Regions from separate parts of the Muntiacus reevesi genome. Here region 2 is linked to region 1. A link is a contact called in public Hi-C data. All regions are on one chromosome and are shown on one strand. The core of a region is the stretch at or near the end of the contact, and the rest is flanking DNA. Distances in the headings are between cores, read along the strand shown.

Region 1 (7,364 bases), core at 1,273-3,772:
GGCCCACTGGGGTGAGGTGTGGAACAAACCTGCTGGAAGTCGGTGAACTCACCTGGGTGTCCTGCAGCCAGAGGGACTGGAAGCTCGTGGGGTTTAGCTTCTTGCTGCTGCCTCCTGTCTTGACCACCTGCTGCCCCACAAAGGGGGAGACCAGGTGGTGAAACTTCCTCACGGACGGCCCCTCTGGCATCCCTGCAGGCAGAAACGGGGAAAGAGGCTGCTGACTTAGCTGGTTTCTCCAGCATTTCTGGTGGGTTCCAAGCTTTCAAGTAGCCACTGTTTTTGCCATCAACTTTAAGACAGCATACACAGCCAAAAAGGGAATGTGGTTGGGGAGGGAGGTGATCAGTTCAAAGAGAAACCCCAGGAATTCCCTGGTGGTGCAGTGGATAAGAATCCCCCTGCCAATGCAGGGGACATGGGTTCGATCCCTGGTCTGGGAGGATCCCATATGCCACGAAGCAACTAATCTCGTGAATCACAACTACTGAGCCCGAGTGTTGCAACTACTAATGTATGAGTGCCTAGAGCCTATGCTCTGTAGCAAGAGAAGCCCCGGCTCACTGCAAACAGAGAAAGCCCATGCAGAGCAAGGATCCAGCACAGTCAAAAATAATAATAAAAATAAATAAAATGTCCCTCAAATTTTTTAAAAAAAGAAAGTCCAGCTGCAGCAGGGTGTAAGTCAGTTTCCCAAGGATGGTTGCCTCATCCAGACCCTCACCTTTCCCCAAGCAGCACCAACAACATGCCAGGCACCACACCACAAGCGCCCTCCGTTGTGACCCTGCAGCCTGAACAGGAGCCAGCCCTGTTAACTTTTTTCCTGGACTGCAGCCCTAACTCATCTCCATGCTTTCTCTGTCGTCCTCTGTCTGCCTTCACAAATCATCCCAGCCCACTGCTGGTACTTATCTCCCCTCTTTCAGTGGAGAGATGATTGGGAGAGAGAAAGCTGGAAGGGACACAGATGCCGATTTAGCCTGCCAGGACCATCCTGTTAGCAGGAGCATTCTGTAAGCAACAACCACGCAGAACTCAGGACCATGACAAGTCACAGGGTCATGCAGGTCAGATCAGGGAGAGGCCACATCCAGCTTAACTAGAGAAAATTACTCCTGATAACTGAGAAACTGCTAGGGTTTCATTTTAACCCTGATGTAGGTCACCTGGGACCCCCATCTCTTCCTGCCCCAAATCATCGCAGTCCACTGGGGTCCTGTGTGGGGGTAATTCACATGTTTGAGTCTTAAGTTCTCAGCACCCCAGCTTCTAAGACACTGAAGGCATTCACCCCCACGCTTATACTTCTCATCCACCGATTTCCTCAACTGCAGAAGCCTGCAAATGATGACGAAAACCCAAGGAACTAAGCAGCTTCCTGGCATGGTAGCTACTTCCTGGTAGCTACTGCATTTCAGTAATCCTGAAAAGAATTTAAAAATCTCAGAAATGGAGGTGTCTCTTACAATCCATGTTTTCTCACTGTTTAATTAGCACCACATTCCATAACAATAATTAATATGTATTTTTACTTTGATGGTGCTTTAGACTCACTAAAATGTAGTGTGGTTGCCCCTAATCAGACCTTCAAGACACTCGACAGAGTATCCTGACAAAACTGCGCGACTGCAGGGAGACCGGCCGCCGCAGTTAGGTCGACCTGAACTTCTGCCAGCTCTGCGCCCTGGTCCTCTCCCACAGAGGAAGCTTCTGGAAAAGCTTCCGTCTGAAATGCACCTGATCCTTAAGATCTTTCGACACAAGGGCATGTGTTTTTTAGGTTTACTTATGGAGATGGAAAGCTGGGCCGCGAGCTGCCTCAGTTACAGCCTTAGAAGCCAAAGGGACGCCGGTTCCAAGGGGACACCCCGCCCAACCTCGAGCCCCTCCCCCGAACGGCGAACCGCGCGACGCCGGTTAAGGGGCTGGCTAGCGGACCACAAAGGAGGAGAGGAGGGGGCGTCGCCGGCGTCCCCTTTCCTCTGCAGACCGACCCCCCCCATTCCCCACCCCTCCCCCACTCCCCAGAAGTCTAAAATGGCTGCTTTCCCCAACGCCTCCTCCGCGTGATGTGCGGGAGAGGCGGAGGGTGCAGAGAGGGGGCAGACGGTCACTGCAGGAGCCTGGGGGGTTGGGCGGGGCGGTAGGCGGTGGGTTAAAAAGTGGCAAACAGCCGAAAAGAAAGAAAAATTGGACCCGGGTACGGGTTTTCATGAGGGATGCTTCTAAAATGTTCGGTAACGAAGTGTTCACGCGGCTCACAGGTGAAGAGGGTAAAGCTGGGAAAGCCCTGCATTTCCAACTGGGCGTGGGGGGGCGCTACCGCCGAGGACGCGACTTCCAGCCCTCACCCGCTCAGGGCGTGCGACGCCGCTGGTGGGGCTCGCGGCTGGACTCACCGGCTCTGGGCCCGTAGAACCCGGGACCCCAAAGGCCCGCACGCAACCTCGGGGAGAGGCAGATGCGAGGTGGGCGACGCGGACGCGAAGGGCGAGGCTCCAACCTCGGGGGTGGGGGTCGTTCGGGGCTCCGCCCCCTGGTGAGCGTAGGAGGCGGGGCGGGGAACTAGGACGCGTAGGGCGAGGCTCCGCCCTCGGGGGGTGGGGTCGCTCGGGGCTCCGCCCCCTGGTGAGCGTAGGAGGCGGGGCTCGTGCCCCGGGCTGTAGGGGTTCCGGGCTCCTCGGTCCAAACAGGTGCAATGAAAGAGCTGGGGGTCCTGAACCACGTCGAGGAGGTTTCATGTGTCTCCAGGGGCACCTGGGGAACTTGGAGGGCGGAGAGTGAGGCTCCGGGCGGGGGTATCTTCCAGTTGTCCCCTTCTTTGGACTTGTGACTGTCGATAGTGAGCCATATTCCCCAGTGGACCTTCTCTCATCGTGTCTCAACTGGAGAATTTGGAACCAAGGATTCTCCCCAGCTTCTGAAGAGAAGTTGAAAGACTTCATCTTGGAGTGGGACCTAGACCCAGGTTGTGCGGGGTTTCCAGCTCCTAGGTTTCCACTCTTTGGGAGTGGCGGGGGTGGGCTATAATAAATGTTCAGATTCTGGAGTCAGATTTGAATCCTGGTTCTGCCTGTACTAGTTCTGTACTAAGCAAGCTATTTAAAATCCTTGGGCTGAGGAATTCCAAGGCTGGCTGTCCAGTGGTTAGGACTTCATCTCCCAACTTATGGGGTGCAGGTTCAATCCCTGCTCAGGGAGCTAAGATCCCACATGCCTCGCGGCCAGAAAGCCGTAACAAAACAGAAACAATATATTGTAACACATTCAATTAAGAGTTTTTAAATGGTTCATATTAGGAAAAAAAAAAAAAAAAACCTAAGAGAGTTCATGTCTATCTTCTTCGTGTGTAGAGTGCTTTGAGGATTTCGGAAAACTTGAATAAGTATGTACAGCTGCTAAAGTGTCTGACGTGCAGGAGTGCTCAATAAGTGGCAGGAACTTTTTAAAGTCGAATTTCTCGGCTGGCCTCAGATGGAATGTTTGAAAATCAGGCTGTTGCACAGAGGAGAGAGAACGCTGGCGCCCCCTCCATGGTGAGTGTGTTAACTGCAGTGGTCGTATCTGACAACCTTTATGCCTAGTGCAGACTTCGTTGGTGGTTCAGATGGTAAAGCATCTGCCTACAATGTGGAAGACGCGAGTTCGATCCCTGGGAGTAGTGAGTAGGTGCTGAGGAAGCACCCCTCTTCATGCCGGCTCTGTGACCTTGGGTGAGTTTTTTTTTTATGATGAGTTTTTTATGGGTGAGTCTTTTATGATGGTGGGACAAAAGGGTTTGCACCAAATGATCCCTGAGATCCCCTCATGATCTGTAAGTGCATCAGGCATGGTCTCCCAATCCAGGTATCCTGTTTCTAGATGGGTTGTTTCCCTTCCATTTGACTCTCCCTAACCAGCTACTGGGAGGAAACCTTAGCTATACTACCCTAATCTTTAGTAGCTTGTCTCTTGTAACTCCCCTGTACTCCCACAGACCCCAGACTCAAATCCTCCTGTAAGGAAGGGGCTACCAGGAATTCCTCACACTTATCCTTGTGTGATCTGGTAGTACTTGTCAGCAGAGATGAGCAGTTATGCTTTTTGTTCTTTAAAAATTGAAGTGTAATTTATATGTGGTTATGTTTTTGAGCTAAAGTGAGGAGAAGCCCAATAACTGTGCAGGCAAAATAATTTCAAAACATGGGCACTATTGTAGGGGTACGGTGGAATGGGGAAGCTAGCTGTGGTCAGGCTGGAAGCCACATTAAGGAATTCTGCAACGATGTCATTGTGGGGGGCTGGACCAGAAGACTTCCTGAAAGTGTTTCCAGGCCACATCCCAACAGCGAAGTCTGGGGATTGTGTGAATAACGAAGAGACAACTTTACCTTCTAAAGCACGTTAGCTGGCATCACTCATTGCTTTGTTCGGCAGAGAACAGCAATCCTATTTAGGATTCTGTTATTTCAATCTTACCATTTTTGTCCCACATCCCAGCCCCAAAGTCTTAGATAATCAAGAACCCTAGAAGTAATGAAATTTTCATTTTTAAAAAAAATTTTCATGAGTTGTAAAGCAAAAGGACAGAGGGACAAAAAATCTAAATGTTTCACATCTCTAATTACAACCCATTTCATTGGACTAAATCTTTTTTTGGGGGGGGTGTACTAAATCTATCTTAAAAGAGAAGCAGCACAAGAGACTACAATATCTTTGTTGTAAGAGGGGTCTGTGTGTATTGTTCACTGGTATCATTTACTAGTATTGAACTTCATCTGGATGAACTCCTTGCTGTCAGAGATCCAGTGATTTGGAAACTGAAACCACCCAGTGATTTGAACTTCAGGTGCATCTGGTTAATAACCTCTGTGGTCATGTTTATTTCTCAGGTGAAGCAGGGCCACCACAGCTGCAGGACAGAGGGCAGTCACCGCACAGCGGGGCGGGGATACACTGTGAGTGTGCTGGGGGGGCGATGATGGTTCTCATTTATCAGCTTCACTGGAGATGCTCCCTCTTTGGGTCCTTCTGAAGACCTCCTGACACCACAGGAGGCCTAAGTCAGGGCCTAAGAGCACCAGCAGGCACCTTACAGGATTTTCCTGTTCCCACTGTTCCTGTGAACCCCAGAGCACAGCTGTGTGCGGTTGCCCCTCTCTCTGTACAACTAAACCCACAATTTCCCAGGCTTCAGCCAGTGATCCAGCCATGCCCAGACCCAAAGAAAACTGGACTTTGAGAACCTAGGTCTGCTGTAGTGCCATCTTTGCTTGGATTATTTAGCTCTCCTTGTCACTGATGTCTTTTTGCAAATTGGACTGCCGCAGCTATTGGAGGGGAGATGATAATCGCACAGGAACCAGGCTGGCACAGAGCAGCTGTGCCCCCAGGAGGCCACAGAACAGGGGTGCAGTCACTGAACAGAAAGGAACAGTGTCCAGGGCCCAGAGTCCCCAGGGGCACGGATTCCACTTCCCAGGCTACACATGGAAGCTCTGAGCCTTGTCCTTGGTTCTGGCAAGATACCTATCTGTGTTGTTAAGGATGGAGGCCTGTTTGTGTTCCAGCTTCAAGCAAGGCAAGGATGTAATCTGAAGAGTTGTCTCCAGTGTCAGAAAATGATTTAAAACTGAAAACCAGTCACCTCCACTCCGACAGCAGCTTGCCAAATGACCACATTTCTCGTGCACTACTGTGCACATCAGTAAGTTCTGGGGGGCCTGGAAGAGGGGGACATCAAATAACCCCCAGCCCTGGTCTAGTTGGTGCATGTTCAGTTAATATAAATTTATGTTCACTACTGTCACCCCAAGCCAAACATCTGGGGTGAAGCACATAATCATGGCTAAATCTGCTACTACTTACCCTCTAAAGGTATCGAAAAGTCAGATATTAAGGACTGATGCCCCTGAATGTTAAAATGATTTGATCTGCGCTTCAAAATTCTTGTCATAGTGAGTGGTGAGCCTGAAAGGGACCATGAGGGATGTCTCAGCCTGAACAAACACCCCCTGGAGACTGCACTCACCATATTAGGGCAGGCACTTATTCTAAGGACGCCATTGTTGTGAGTTCACTTCCCACCCCCACCTCCCCATCCTTCCTCTAGCCACTTACCAACCATCTGGGAATTGCATCCTTTCAAATATCCTGATTGGTAGCAACTTGACCTCTTGACCTCCTGGGGCATCCCTGGTGGTTTAGATGGTAAAAGAATCTGCCTGCAATGCAGGAGACCCAGGTTGGTAAGATCCCCTGGAGAAGGGAATGGCAACCCACTCTGGTATTCTTGCCTGGAGAACTCTATGGACAGAGGAGCCTGGCAGGCTACAGACATTGGGGTCACAAAGAGTCGAACACGACTGAGCGACTAACATTATTATTGACCTGTTCTGAGGATACATTTGATTTGAAAAATCAACCCAGTCTGGTGAGCTAGGAGGCTGAATAAAGCTGGATTTTACCATCTGGGGTGAAGCACAAGTTATGACCATATAAGGAATGAGGTCAATCTTCTGGTACTCTGTGTGTAGGTATATATATATCCATCCTCTGAAAGCCATTCCTAAAGGGAAGTGGCAAAAATGTTTTCAGCTACGACTTCATCATCAGAAAACACATCCTCCCCAAGGCTAATATAAATCATAGTAGCTTTTATTTTTGCTTCTGAATCTTTTCTGCTACTCTTTGCCAGAGTTATCAACTACTCATCTTTCTGGATGGTAGATGCATTGAATAGGTTTGGCTATTTCATAACCAGTTTAAAGGCTTTTCCAATTTTATGTCAAATGCTTGTTATAGTTTTTTATCCTCACTTGCTCAAAAAATAACGAGGGTGCTGTGAAAGGTCAAAGACCTTCAGTTACCCACTGGGTATAAACCATCTGAGAGGCAGGAAGCTGCTACCAACAGTTCTGAGCGGGAGCGGATGTCCCTGTCTGGGTTCTGTTCCACAAACTTGAGTCACCCCCTCAACCCGCCTCCACTTTTAAGATGAAGCAAGTAAGCAAGTCTGTAAGCCTACAAAAGTGAAGACAAAAGGGACAAAGGAGAGGTTTTCCCCCTCCTCTCCCACTGGTGTGGAGCCCTTCGGGGGCTTGTTTGGATCAAACCATAATGGAGGAGATGGCAAACAACTCAGTGTGACCCTCCAGCACACGTCGAAAATAAGATGGACTGGAGAGGCTACTACCTCGCAGCTCTCCTATACATTGAGCTACCAGTGTTTGCCAGCAGCTCTAAAAATGTCCCCCTTCGTGGGGGTGGCAACTTCTAAGAGGCCACAGGAACTTCAGTTAAGGGCTGGCTCAACCCGCCCTAGGAAGCCAAACCTAGAGGTTACCTGTCGAGGTCACAGACTAGTCAGCAGCAGGGCTTGG
Region 2 (7,364 bases), core at 2,473-4,972, 410 kb after region 1:
GGAGGTTCAGCAGTTCGCCCAAGGACACCTAACTAATGAGAGGCAGGATGAAGGGGTCAGTTTCACTCCTGCTCTTCCTCACAGCCCATTCACAAATTCACAGCAGCTAAACCTTCGAAATACACCCAGGACTTCCCTGCTGGTTCAGTGGTTAAGAAGCGGCCTTCCACTGCAGGGGCCACGGTTTCCATACCTGGTCTGGGAAGATTCCAAGCGCCCCAGAGCAACGAAGCTTAAGCACTGCAACTACTGAAGCCCGTGTGCCCCAGAGTCCATGCTCCGCAACAGGAGACGCCATGGGGAAGCCAGGGCACCGCAACCAAGAGTAGCCCAGGGGCAACACTGAAGACCCAGTACAGCCAAAAATTAATACATTCATTCAAGTGCCCCTCAAAGCTGACCACTGTTGATTACACTACTTCTGCGTCCACTCCTAAGTCACTGTCATCTTCTCCCTGAACTACCCAACAGTCCACCTGGGTCTTCTGCTAACACTCTTGCCCTTCTACCACCCATTTTCTGCCAATGACCAGAAACATCTTCAAGAAGTCTATCAACTGCTACACTTTCATGCTTTCAGCTCTCCAAGGCCTCCCATGAAAACCATCACAGTGGCGTCCCAGGCCCTCCATGACCTGGCCACTGCTGACCCTTCCAACCAGTTTCCGTGGCCCCCCGGTGCCCCTAGCCCCTAACCCGCGCTCACGGCCCTCCTGCCACACTGGCCTTTGTTCTTTTTCCCACTCGCCAGGCAGGCTCCTGTCTCAAGTCTCTGCATTCGCATTCCCTTCCGCTGGAGCTTGGCTGCAGTGCTCCTTCCTCCGATATTCAGGGCAGGCTTCCTCCCTTCATTAATTCAAAAGTCACTTGTCCTCTCAAACATTCCTTCTAAACACACTGCCTCCAGGCATTCTCCACCCTCACATCTCCCTTTTTGTCCTTCCTGGCACTTATTAGCTGATACTGTTATGTATTTATTTGTTGATTTATTTGAATGTCCATCTCCTCCCCAGTATACAAGCGCCTCATCTGTCTCAGCCCCACTGCATGTCCACAGCCCAGGCAGTGCTCACCATACAGAAGACACAAGGAAGTAACTCTTTTCTGAAAGCAACAACTTAACAAACTCAGATTTCACCACCTAGCTCAGGCTGGTTCCATTACATCATGCTGCTTCCCAGGTAAAAGCGTGTACAATCTGTCAATTTTCTACTAACAGATTAAAAGGTCCTATCTTAAACATGCATTTAAGCCCAACCAGGCCCAGCATGTGCTAAATATTAGGTAAACACGAAATGACAAACAGAAAACAAACCACAGAAAGAGATAAAAAAGAAAGAAAAGAGCTGATGGCATGGAGAAATGCTAATTTGTATTCTGTGTCACCACTTTCCACTCAGTGGTTAAGTCTTTTATTTCCTAAGGGCCTATCTGCCCAAGTCACAGATAGGAGCTTTGAATGAGATAAGAATTAACCAAATTCCTGCCCTGGCTTCAAGGAGCTAACACATACGTAACTATCAAAACACAAATTTTAACAAATATTTATGAAAGACATATAAAGAGCTATAGGATTTCAAGGGGAGGGGAATTACTTCTAGTTGTGTGAAAGGGGTGGCAGATTGAAATGGTTAAACTGACTATTGATAAGATGAGTAATGGCTGGATGATAGCCTATAAACCTCCTGCAAGGCAAGAGCTATATTTTATTCATCGTACTGTCTTTAATGTTTCACAAAATGTTGGAAACATAAGGCATTCAATGAATGTTTGACAAATTTGGGAGGAGCAAGCATTCCTGGCAGAAGGAAGAGCGTCAGTAAAATACAGACGTAAGAGAATGCAGGACATGGATGAACTGCCATGAAAAGTGAGGACTGACTGGGAAAAACGGTTCAGGAAAGAGAATGGCAAGAACTGAACAGGGAAAAGTAGATTTGGGTCAGAACAAGGATTGCCACACACGACAGACTAAGGGGTCTTCCCTGGTGGCTCAGCTATAAAGAATCTGTCTACAATGCAGGAGATGAAGGCTCCATCCCCGGGTCTTGAAGATCCCAGGAGAAGGAAATGGCAATCCACTCCAGTATTCTTGCCTGAAAAATCTCATGGACAGAGGAGCCTAGTGGGCTACAGTCCATGGGGTTTAAAGAGTCGGACTTGATTGAGTGACTAAACCACCACCACCACCAAGGCAAAAAGGGAACACGGAAAACTTTTACATAGTAGAGGCTGATCTCAGGAGTCAAACAGGAGTCTGCTGCTTGAAAATAAATCTATCATCACTTCACTCATACTGTTTAACTTTCCTAGTAGAAATAATTTTCTTTTAAGGCATAACCACTTTGGGAATCTTCTTCACCTCCAAATTCTCCTGAGAGGTAACCAAAAAAACTATTGTCATTTATTTACACTTTAGTGTAAGCTGGATGACCAACTTACCTTCTGGCTAAAGTACACAAAACCATTGGGGAAATGGTAATTTTGACTACAGATGAACTATAACTTTTAGCCTCTTGAGACACTACCCTGGAAAGAAAGCCTGGGGTGCAAAAAAAAAAGAAAAAAAAAAGTCAATTAGTTAATACCTTTGTTTATGAGCCTATTCTGTTCTTTGCAAAAGCACAGGAGAGTAAAGAAAATAAAACACACACTAATCTTCCAAAATGGGAAGTCTTAAATTGATGATCCAGAAGGTAAGAAACAAGTTAAATATGATAAACTGAACATTTCGGAGAGGAGGGGAGAAGGGTTTGTGGAATTTAGACACTAAGTTGCAAGACTTTGTAATCACATTCACTCACAATTTTATGAACTAAGATGGAAAATTAACATTCAAGGAATATGACGGTGCAAGAAAAAGAAATTTAAAATGAAAACGTTAGAAATCCATCCAAACAGTGTTATGTACCAAAAATGATAATCAGTAACAACCACACGGTAACCCAGACTGAATGGAAACCCGGTATCTCAACTGGATGGTTTCAGCTTTCTAAAACGCAAATCCTCAGTCTAGGCCACAGCGAGGGTCGTTCCGCTGACTGGCTGGGCGAGGGGACACAAGGAAAACGCTAGGACGGGTTTCCGCAAACGAGCATCCGAGTTGCGCGCACAGCAGGGGATGGATGGGACCAGCACTCACCGCTTGTCGATGGCGTCGATGTTTGAATGGAGAAGCCACAGCTCCTCTGTGTTGTCCTGCCGGGAGGAGAGGATCAGGTGGTGGCCAGTCAGACACAGGGTCCCCTCGACGGCCGGATAGAAAGGTCGGTGCAGCACGACATTATCCACCCGAGGGGTCTTGATCAGCTCGGCAAACTCCATGTTCTCCAGCGGCCGGAGCCAGGGGACTGCAGAGTCCCGGAGGTGCAAAACGGTCCCACCGCTCCCGGGCTGCGCTGGCCCCGCGCCCAGCAGGCAGCAGGGGCGGGACCGGGCTGCGAGGCCGCGCCCCGCCCCAGGCTGCGGTGGGCGCGGCGAGGCCTCTGGCCACTGTCACTGGCCCGGGGAAGGCCCGGGCTGGGCCAGGCTGGGCACCTCTCCCGCACCTCTATGTAACCTCAGGCCCAGGACTTGGGCAAAAAGAACGCTCTGTGACAGGCCCAGACGCTGCCGCCTCCACCTTGAGATCTGGCTTTGGGTAGCCAGGCTGAGAGAAGGAGGAGGCCGCCCCAGGGCCACTTTCCAAGTCCAAGACGCTAAGGACTCCTGGCGGAAGTAGCTACTCACAGCGGGAACTTAAAGCAACTCCGGGCGGAAGCGATGGACTGAAAACAGGAAAGACGGGACAGTCCGACCCAGAAATCAGTCCCCGCCTGGGTGCGAAGAGAATGTCTCCGGAAGCACAGCAGGAGTCGAAGATTTGTGTTCCTACCAGAAAAAGCTCTGCCTTCATGCCCCCTGCTGCGCCCGCTACTCCTACAAATATTCCGTATGAGAAAATACAGGAGAAAAAGGAACGACGAGAGCAGGTCCCTGACCTGCCTGCCTCCACTTGAGCAGTAATCCCTATTCAGCGAGTGGGGTTGCAGTAAATTTTGGCGATTTTCATCCTTTCGCCGTGAAGAGGTAACATTTGGGATTGAGGAGGTGACTGTGAGCACAAAGAAGGGACCAGATGTAAGGGAGGAGCCGGCTGGACACGCACAGTCACACAGGGCCAGCGCAAACGCGCTGGGACCTTGACCAAGAAAGGGGAAAAGCATACAAACGCCTATGAGAAAACATAGATAGAAATATACACATGCTCAGAAAAGGGAGTAATTAATCCTCAGTTCAATTCACTTCAGTCACTCAGTCGTGTCCGACTCTTTGCGACCCCATGGACTGCAGCAGGCCAGGCCTCCCTCTCCATCACCAACTCCCGGAGTTTACTCAAACTCATGTCCATTGAGTCGGTGATGCCATCCAGCCATCTCATCCTCTGTCGTCCCCTTCTCCTCCCGCCTTCAATCTTTCCCAGCATCAGGGTCTTTTCAGATGAGTCAGCTCTTGGCATCAGTTGGCCAAAGTATTGGAGTTTCAGCTTCAGCATCAGTCCTTCCAATGAACACTCAGGACTGATCTTTACTTGGATCTCCTTTGGTTGGATCTCCTTGCAGTTCAAGGGACTCTCAAAGAGTCTTCTCCAACACCACAGTTCAAAAGCATCAATTCTTCGGCGCTCAGCTTTCTTATAGTCCAACTCTCACATCCATACATGACTACTAGAAAAACCATGGCCTTTGTTGACAAAGTAATGTCTCTGCTTTTCAATATGCTCTCTAGGTTGGTCATAACTTTCCTTCCTTCCAAGAAGCAAGTGTGTTTTAATTTCATGGCTGCAGTTACCATCTGCAGTGATTTTTGAGCTTCCCAAAATAAAGTCTGTCACTGTTTCCACTGTTTCTCCATCTATTTGCCATGAAGTGATGGGGCTGGATGCCATGCTCTTAGTTTTCTGAATGTTGAGCTTTAACCCAACTTTTTCACTCTCCTCTTCCACTTTCATCAAGAGGCTCTTTAGTTCTTCTTCACTCTCTGCCATAAGGGTGGTGTCACCTGCATATCTGAGGTTATTGATATTTCTCCCAGCAATCTTGATTCCAGTTTATGCTTCATCCAGCCCAATGTTTCTCAAGGTGTACTCTGCATAGAAGTTAAGTAAGCAGGGTGACAATATACAGCCTTGGCGTACTCCTTTCCCAATTTGGAACCAGTCTGTTGTTCCATGTCCAGTTCTAACTGTTGCTTCCTGACCTGCATACAGATTTCTCATGAGGCAGGTCAGGTGGTCTGGTATCCCCATCTCTTGAAGAACTTTCCATAGTTTATTATGATCCACACAGTCAAAGCCTTTGGCATAGTCAATAAAGCAGAAATAGATGTTTTTCTTCAACTCTTTTGCCTTTTTGATGATCTGGTGGATGCTGGCAGTTTGATCTCTGGATCCTCTGCCTTTTCTAAAACCAGTTTGAACATCTGGAAGTTCAGAGTTCACATACTGTTGAAGCCTGGCTTGGAGAATTTTGAGCATTACTTTACTAGTGTGTGAGATGAGTGCAATTGTGCGGTAGTTTGAGCATTCTTTGGCATTGCCTTTTTTGGGGATTGGAATGAAAACTAACCTTTTCCAGTCCTGTGGCCACTGCTGAGTTTTCCAAATTTGCTGGCATATTGAGTGCAGCACTTTCACAGCATCATCTTTTAGAATTTGAAATAGCTCAACTGGAATTCTATCACCACCACTAGCTTTATTCATAGTGATGCTTTCAAAGGCCCACTTGACTTCACATTTCAGGATGTCTGGCTCTAAGTGAGTGATTACATCATCATGATTATCTGAGTCATTAATTAGTCCTGTTCCATGCATAAACTCAAGTAAATTTTGTAAACTCAAATCTTGTAAAACTCAAGTAAATGGGTAAACACAGTTAATCTATAGCAGAAGTGACTTCAGTCTAGGTCTACGAAATTCAAGGCATTGGTCTTTGGTCACTACTATTTTGATCCTCATTAAATACAATCTAACTGAACTACTTTCAGACACCTAAACTATGCCAGAAATTTGCTCCAGTAATTTCTCCACGCTTGGTGTCTCTCTTTTTATTTTATCTTTATTTATTTTTTCTCTTTTTAAACTAACATTTTCATGCTAAATAGGAAATTAGAGGGAATATATGCAAGGGTTTAAGTCCCTTTCAGTCTACTGGCACTTCATTAAGCTTTGAAATCTTCACCATATAGTACCTAAGAACAGTGAGTTGGCTTAAATCTCAGAGAAAAGACAAAATAAATTGCCTGAATTCTTATCAGATCACTCAACACTTGACCTTGCCCTCCTTAAAATGTTCATGACCTAAAACTCTGCTTAAGACAAAGCCCTTATGATAGTTAAAGCTGAGAGTCCAGTTTTTGTTGCTTGTCTCCAATGGAAAAGTAGGAACCAACAGACAAAAGAGCATGAGGGGAAATGACTTATCGTCTTTTTTAAAATTTGGCGATTTTTGTTGTCCTTCCATCATGTGGTTCATCATAAAAACTACCACTTGAAGAAGGGAAAATCATCCGCAAGAGTGAAGAATTGGGAAAGGTTTTATGGAGAAGGTATCACTTGAGAGGGGTGTAGCCTAGACACCTGTCCAGTTTAATGGGGTCTTTTAGGTAGGGAAAAACTCTTCACAGAAGGCATGACCTTTTTCTTTTAGTTTTCCTGAGGGGGAAGCCTATGAAAAGACCATTCTGAAATTACATTAAAAAATGCTTAACATTCCATAAAGGTATAAAATCTTCTTGCTGGTGAATAAAAAATACTTTCAAAATCATATTGTGTTGCTATTATGAAATACTAGAAACTATTAGAAAGTTACATCTTCTCTGGGTTGAACTCCAAGCGTGGAGACAATTTTAGATCTTAACTGTTGGTCCTCTAAGGGTCAAATCTAAAAGAGAAAGAGGTGTCTACTATATTCCACTGCAACCTTGGGACCCTGAGCTATTTTCATATCTCTCGAGCCTGATAAGGCTGGGAGACAAGACTGCAGTGATCTGTCACCAAGGACCTAAAAGGGATGTACCAGGAAATGACTCCCTCTTTGACTGTAGTGCCTAGCCCCTTCGGATTGGCAAAACAATCTCAAGATCACGGTGGGCCATCGTGAGCCTAGAGCACATCGGTGCACCTAAAGAATGTGAGAATCTACGTGGGAAGAGGTCTGAACACTTCCAACTTGTGAAACTGTGCGTCACGGTGCTTCAAACTCACAAGGCCTCTGGGGATGTAAAAATACACCTGCCCTCAAAAAACCAGCCCCAGTAGGTCAGGGATAAAAATTCCAAACGGGGCCCACTTTCAGGAAGCTGACTTCCAACCTTACACTTTACTC

Evidence for each region. A called contact is a pair of places that touch in the nucleus more often than the background predicts.
Region 2: a Hi-C map of muscle shows a contact between it and region 1, with 6 times the contacts expected there. The contact joins the promoter of MTMR9 here to the promoter of NEIL2 in region 1. A contact is called at or near these places in 2 of 3 Hi-C or Micro-C datasets (blood and muscle).

Annotation. Positions count from the first base shown.
Region 1 is chr17:7,124,164-7,131,527 of mMunRee1.1, forward strand. It overlaps NEIL2 (nei like DNA glycosylase 2), which reads right to left and starts at 2,523. Exons shown (of 5, transcript XM_065907975.1): 1 at 2,403-2,523; 2 at 53-192. The coding sequence starts at 190.
Region 2 is chr17:7,534,518-7,541,881 of mMunRee1.1, forward strand. It overlaps MTMR9 (myotubularin related protein 9), which reads right to left and starts at 3,723. Exons shown (of 10, transcript XM_065907812.1): 1 at 3,143-3,723. The coding sequence starts at 3,324.